2 separate regions of the Sus scrofa genome follow, and region 2 is linked to region 1. A link is a contact called in public Hi-C data. All regions are on one chromosome and are shown on one strand. The core of a region is the stretch at or near the end of the contact, and the rest is flanking DNA. Distances in the headings are between cores, read along the strand shown. Region 1 holds the start of EDAR (tumor necrosis factor receptor superfamily member EDAR). Region 2 overlaps LOC100511376 (E3 SUMO-protein ligase RanBP2).

Region 1 (2,975 bases), core at 243-2,742:
CGTGTAGGCCGATGGCTACAGCTCCGATTCGACCCCTAGCCTGGGAAACTTCATATGCCTGGGAATCTCCATATGTCATGGGTGCGGCCCTGAAAAAAAAAAAAAGACAAAAAATAATCTCTCATTTCTTTCTTTCTCTTAATCAATGGAATTACTTTGTACATTCATGTTCATTGGACTAAAAATTGCACGTGGTACAACCATCCACTACTTTTCTTGATGGAAGCTTCTTCGAATTTTTTAAAAAGAGGAAAAACCTTTCTGGCCTCTACTACAGCACCATATTCTATGCCCATTCTAACATGTTCTCCTTTTTCCCTCTCTTTTGGCAATATCAATGTCATCTCTTTTTGGTAAATTTAAAGTCGCCATTAATTTCCAATAGAAACAAAAAGTTACACTGAAGATAATCTTTATCCTCAAACACACTTAACAAAAAGAACAGGCCCAAAAGTCAAAATTACGCACAAGAGAAATTCTAGATTAGTCCAGCGTACGTGGTTCTTATTTGCCTACCTAGGTTCCTAATTTAACAATTTTAGGAATTGTGATTTGTCACAAACCTTCAGTTTGGGCTCAGCATGGGCTGAATAAAGGTGCAAACCTTAACATTCAGGTTAAAATCCTCACTGAAACCTCCTCTGTCTGGACAGTCATCAAGGTGGTAGTAAGTTGGGAATCGGGGTTCTACTCGTAGGGGGTGGGAGGGCAGAGGAAAGTCTGTTCCCAGGACACTTACCTGTCCACACATTTCTGTCTGTTTCCCTCTAAACTGTTATTTGTCACATGTGAAGTAACCTACACGTATCTGGGTGGACAAGACCAGATGAAAGAGGAGGGGGTAGAAATTGAGCCTGGAGTTGCTTTGGGTGTATGGTTGTCTGGAGTTGTGTGGGGTGTATGGTTGTCTGGAGTTATAGGGAGTGTATGGTTGTCTGGAGTTCTATGGGGTGTATGGTTGTCTGGAGTTCTTTGGGGTGTTTGATTGTCTGGAGTTATAGGGGTATATAGGTATCTGATTTGTTGGGGTGCAGGGTGGTGTGTGGGGATGTTGGGGGAGGGAAGAGAAGTCAGTGCTGTGACTCACCCTGAAGGAGATCCGGGGAGGGGAGGGCAGGACCAGGCAGGAACAGGGAAAGGGATCACAGCTGAAAGGAGGAGCCAGCCCTGCCCATGGCCATCTCAGTGGGGGGTCCTTGAGTGCATACATTTTGATTAATGGTATTTTAATGCTAATTTAACTTTCTGGAGTTCCAGAGCCCAAAGGCTCTAGTTGTTCTGAAAGAAGCGAGACAACCACCCCCTCAAAAAAATCGAATTAATGCCTTTACTAATTCCATAGGGTATCTTTGAGCAGGAAGTCAGGGCCAGGTGCGTGGGGCGGCAGCAGAGGGGCCCACCTGTGCGGTTGCTGCGCGCAGTGCGGGGAGAAGCCTCTAGGTGGCGCAGGTGAGTCTGCTCAGAGGTTCTGGGACGCGTTTCCCAGCTCGCACCAAGGAGCAGTTAAGGGTGAGTCGGGGAGTCGAGGAGCCGGGGAGCGGAGGGGAGTTGGGAGCAGGCGAGAGGGGGCTGAAGCGGAGCGGAGCCTGGCCCAGGCAGCCCCACGGCTGCCGGCCGCGGCAGCACCTGACTCTGGGACACGGCCAGGAGGCCACCTGTGAACCCAGGAGCCCCAGGGAGCGGAAGCCTGGCTTTCTCCAGGGACACCCTCTGGGATTGGAAGCGAGCCTCCACCGGGGTCCGGTAAGCCTGGTCCTTTTCTTTCGGTTCCTAAAGTCTTTGGCTGTGGCTGAGACTGAGGTGTCACCGCCGGGAGACAGCCCGAGTGCATTTTTGAGATGCGTGTCATTTTTGGGTTGCGTTTGAACAAGCTTTCCTGGTTGCTGTACATCTGCGCTACTGGTTCTAAGACCTGAGATTGTTCCTTTGTTTTCAGAAAAACATCCGAAACCCCATTTTACTATTGGCTGTGCATTTGGCAAAGGAGCCAAACTGTGTGAACTTAACAGGCTTGAGATTTGGGCCCCTGAGACCCGTGGTCTCCAGGAGCCTGAAAGTGTGGTCTTGGGAAAGGCGAGCTGCAGCTGGGCTTGAACTGGGCTCTGAACCCGTGTCCCACCCGGGGTCCCTTGACCACCTTCCCAGGTGGTTCTGAATCAGGCCTGAGGCAGAGGTCGTGGCCTGTTTTGAAGTGGGGGCGGAGGAGAGTGAGAGGGTGGGGCTGCGTCTGGTGATTTCGGCTCTCACCTCCAGCCAGGAGTTTCCACTCAACCCTCTGACAGTTTAGGGGGAAGTTTGGGCTGACTCCCCATCATCCTGCTGTAGCTGCACCTGCTTGGTGGAAGCCAGAGGTGTTAGGACAGCCAGGACAGCAGATGAGGTAAAACAACAGAGTGACAGTTGAAACGATATGGGGTGGAGTGAGGAGCTACATTAGCAGAGCAGAAGCCACCCCCCCCAACCCCCGACCCAGAAGGAGGTGAGGCTGAAGGAAGTGAGGGTGAGGAGGGGGCACAGGCCCCCCAGCTCTGTGGTACTGAATCCATATTTTGAGATGCTCTCCAACCCAGAGTGAAACCACAGCTAAATCAAAATATTAAAGAGGTAAAAATCCATAATGAACTAACGGAAAAGGGGGATCAATTCAAATAAGTGAACTATTTCCCACCCAATTTGGTGCCCTGAGATTCTAAGTCATCACCACTTAAAACCTTCCCCCAAGGGAGCCAGGCGAATTTTGTGACAGCACTTTTGGAAGGTAATTCTGGAAGCACATGTCTTTGAGACGAAAGGGTAAATAAAATTTCCCTGAAATGTTTGATTTTCATTTTCTGGCCACGATCCAGTTTCTAAAAGTAAACAAAGTTTTCATTCTGTGAAAGATGCGTATTTGTGCAGTGCAGAGGTGTGGGGCTCACCCTCCTCCTGGGTGTCACTGTGTCCCCTGAAGCACCTGCCCTGCTCACACCTGCCCT
Region 2 (2,975 bases), core at 151-2,650, 130 kb after region 1:
TCTGTGAACAGGAAAGAGCACAGTAGAGACCGCTAAGGTCAGGCAACAAGGATCTCTTTCTGGGCTCCCGAACCTAAGACGGCAACATCACTTCATCCGTCTGTCTCCCGCAAGCAGACTTCCAGAAAACAGGCATCGAGCCTCCAATTTACAAGATGCTGTCATCCACCAGCGCACCGGATTCTGGGTCCGACGCTGGGCAGCAAGCCGAGCAGGTGCCTTTAACCTGTTCTAATGGCTAGGCACCCGAGCACCAGAGACGCCACGAGAATCTTCTCAGTGCCACCAGCAGAAAGCACAAGGAAGGACTAAGTTCAGAATCCAGCCTGCTTTCCGCCTCCCCGCGATATCCCGCCAGGCCTCCAACGTCCAACCCTTCCTTTCTCCCTTCGTGAATCTGAGACAGTAAACGCTGTGTAATAAACTCTCTTCGATGCAGTGAAGGAAAGAGCCAGAGCCTCCCCGCGAAGGCGCTGAGCCCTGCGGCCTGAGCGCCTCCCAGCCGCGCAGACCTACCTGGGGTGCGGGGAGGCCGCCTCCGACGCTCAGGACGCTCCGCACCGTCCGATCGCCGCCACCCCGGCTGAAAGAGAGCGCCAGCGCGGTGACCGGGTGCAGGCCCTCCCCGCCGGGTCCCCACACACCGCCCCCGCACAGCCGTCCCCGTTCCCGCCCAGTTCCCGCTGGGCTGTCCCGGTTCTCGCCCGGTCCCCGCACAACCGTCTCCGTTCCCGCCGGTCCCCGCACCGCCCGGTCCCCGCTCAGCTATCCCCGTTCCCACCCGGTTTCCGCCCTGTCCCCGCACGGACGTCTCCGCTCCCACAGGGTCCCCGCACAGCCGTTCCCGCTCCCGCCCGGTCCCCGCGCAGTGTCCCCGCCTCGGAGAACCGAATCTGCGCAGCGCCCCGTCCTGGATGCCCGACGCGCCAGCGGCGTCCGCGGTCAGAGGCACCAACGCGGATCCAGACCGCCGGGCGCCCGCACCTTTCCCCGCCGAACTGGCTCGAGCTCGCCGCTCTGGTCCGGGACCGAGGCGGTTCCGACCCGCATGCAAGTCACCGCGGGGAGCCCCTGGCACGCGTTCCCGCGGGGACGCGCACTGACCCTCTGGGGTGCGGTGCCCGCCAGGAGCCGCCCCCCGCGACGCGCCCACGCCTCGACCTGCAGACGCGGTCATAGGGGGATTCGCGCCGGCCGGTAGGCAGGGCGGGGCCTCACCTCGGCTGGGCAGCCGCTCGGAGGCCGTAACGGCTTTTGAGGCACTCCACCACCAGATCCTGCCCTGGTGGCTTCACCACCCTCGCCTCCAAAGCGGCGGCCGCCGTCGTCGGCCCCCACCCCCGCCGCCGGCAACGTCGTTCGGCTGGGCGGGCGCCGCGGACTTGCATACCGACGTGCCCCACGCCCCGCCCCCGACGCTGAGGCACGCCGTGGCTGCCGCCGTCTTCTTGTCAAAGGCGCTGTAGCCCGCGTAGCGAAATGTGCGTCTCACCGCGTAGTCGCTGGCGTCCGTTTGTGCTCTTGGGTCCAGAGGGTGTGATGCCTGTGGATCGAAGATCAGCCCTTCTTCCCTTTCTGCGCCCGGAGCACCTGGGCCGCATTCGGGCGGGGTCGGGCTGAGTCTCTGTCCCCACGTGTTGGCTCCTGACCGACAGGTCTGTGTCAAAGATGCTGCTGCCCATTGGAAACAGCTGTGAACAGCAATCCTAGAGAGTCGGTTTTGGTTAAAAGTATCCGTTTCCACATCTTTCAGTCCACAGTTGTAATGCTCAAGGTGCCACGGAAATCTGTTTACAGAGCGAGAAATCTCAGGTGTGCTTGCCTTTACTTGTAATTTCCCCTAAACCCGAGTCCCCGCTGAGAAGCAGGTTCAGCGCAGACGCGCACCCACATAAAAAACAGACACACGCATATAGATACTCAAACATACACACACTTGATTCTGAGGGTCAGCGCCGCCCACCAGCTCCAGGGAGGAGAACCTCAAGTGAGCCCACCCCACAGCCCCTCCCTACACAAATGAGGCGACCTCACTGGGAAAAACACAGGAAGGCAGATAGCAGCCACTGGCAGCGATTCTAAGTTGCAACCTGTGTGCTAACTTGTCCTGGCAGTGCTACACTGAGTAGTCAGATGAGTACATCTCCCCCTTGTGTCGAATTGTGACTCTAGCCGTTTCCAAGTTTTCAATGTCTACCCAACTTGAAAAGTCATGTCCTTGGGAACTCTGGAATTTACATGGCACTTTTGAGTTTACAGATCTCTAATTATCCTCATTTGATTCCAAAATGAACAAACAACTAGATGCACAATGAATTTTTTAAATGCCATGGCTGTTAACAATTGTCACTTTATTTTTGCTACAAAAATTCACCAGAAAAAGGTACTGCAACAATCTAGTATAAAGCAAATCTTTAACCAAAGAACATGGTATAGACCTTTTTAAAATATGCATACTTTATCACAATAACTGCAAGGAAAAATTCAAGTTCTCTCAGAACCAAGTGCAGTTTGAGGTAGCAGAAACAGATGACAAAGATTTTTTTCTAAAAATGTAAATAATCAACTTGTTTAAAATGTAAAAATTAATTTAATACCTTGGAAGCTTCATATCTTTTTTAAGGAAAGAAGTTACTTTGCTTAAAAGTTAATTTAACTATACAGGATGTGCAAGAATTTATAGAAGAGCACTTTGGTTAAGTTTCTACCCTCTGTGGCTCCATCCATTCACAAGTGAATCTCTATTCATAAATGAGCACACCAATAGTTAAAATTACAAAATATATTCCAAATCTAAAGGAAAAATTATCCAAGTCATGGTCCCTTTATTCAAACAGTAAGTATATTCATGCAGGAAGTCCAATATCATAAAAGGAATTAAAATTAAATTGCATATATATCCTTCAATAGTTTGAGAAGGTCTATTGCTTTGAACAAAATAAGTATTATTCCACTTTAATACAGATGTCAGGAGT

Evidence for each region. A called contact is a pair of places that touch in the nucleus more often than the background predicts.
Region 2: a contact with region 1 is called in a Hi-C map of embryonic fibroblasts, with 3 times the contacts expected there. The contact joins the enhancer-like site here to the promoter of EDAR in region 1. A contact is called at or near these places in 11 of 47 Hi-C or Micro-C datasets (embryonic fibroblasts, fetal heart ventricle, fetal skeletal muscle and 7 more).

The regions. Positions count from the first base shown.
Region 1 is chr3:47,394,811-47,397,785 of Sscrofa11.1, forward strand. EDAR (tumor necrosis factor receptor superfamily member EDAR) reads left to right here and starts at 1,493. Exons shown (of 12, transcript XM_021087105.1): 1 at 1,493-1,743.
Region 2 is chr3:47,529,046-47,532,020 of Sscrofa11.1, forward strand. LOC100511376 (E3 SUMO-protein ligase RanBP2) reads right to left here. Exons shown (of 30, transcript XM_021087106.1): 30 at 2,317-2,975. Among named protein-coding and RNA genes, the nearest start is that of CCDC138, 60 kb to the left of the region's middle. Within about 2 kb of position 1,401, at least 39 of the 83 cell types and tissues checked have an H3K27ac peak or open chromatin away from gene starts, as enhancers often do. A contact at or near this core is called in embryonic fibroblasts, omental adipose tissue, retroperitoneal adipose tissue and 3 more, where this site is marked.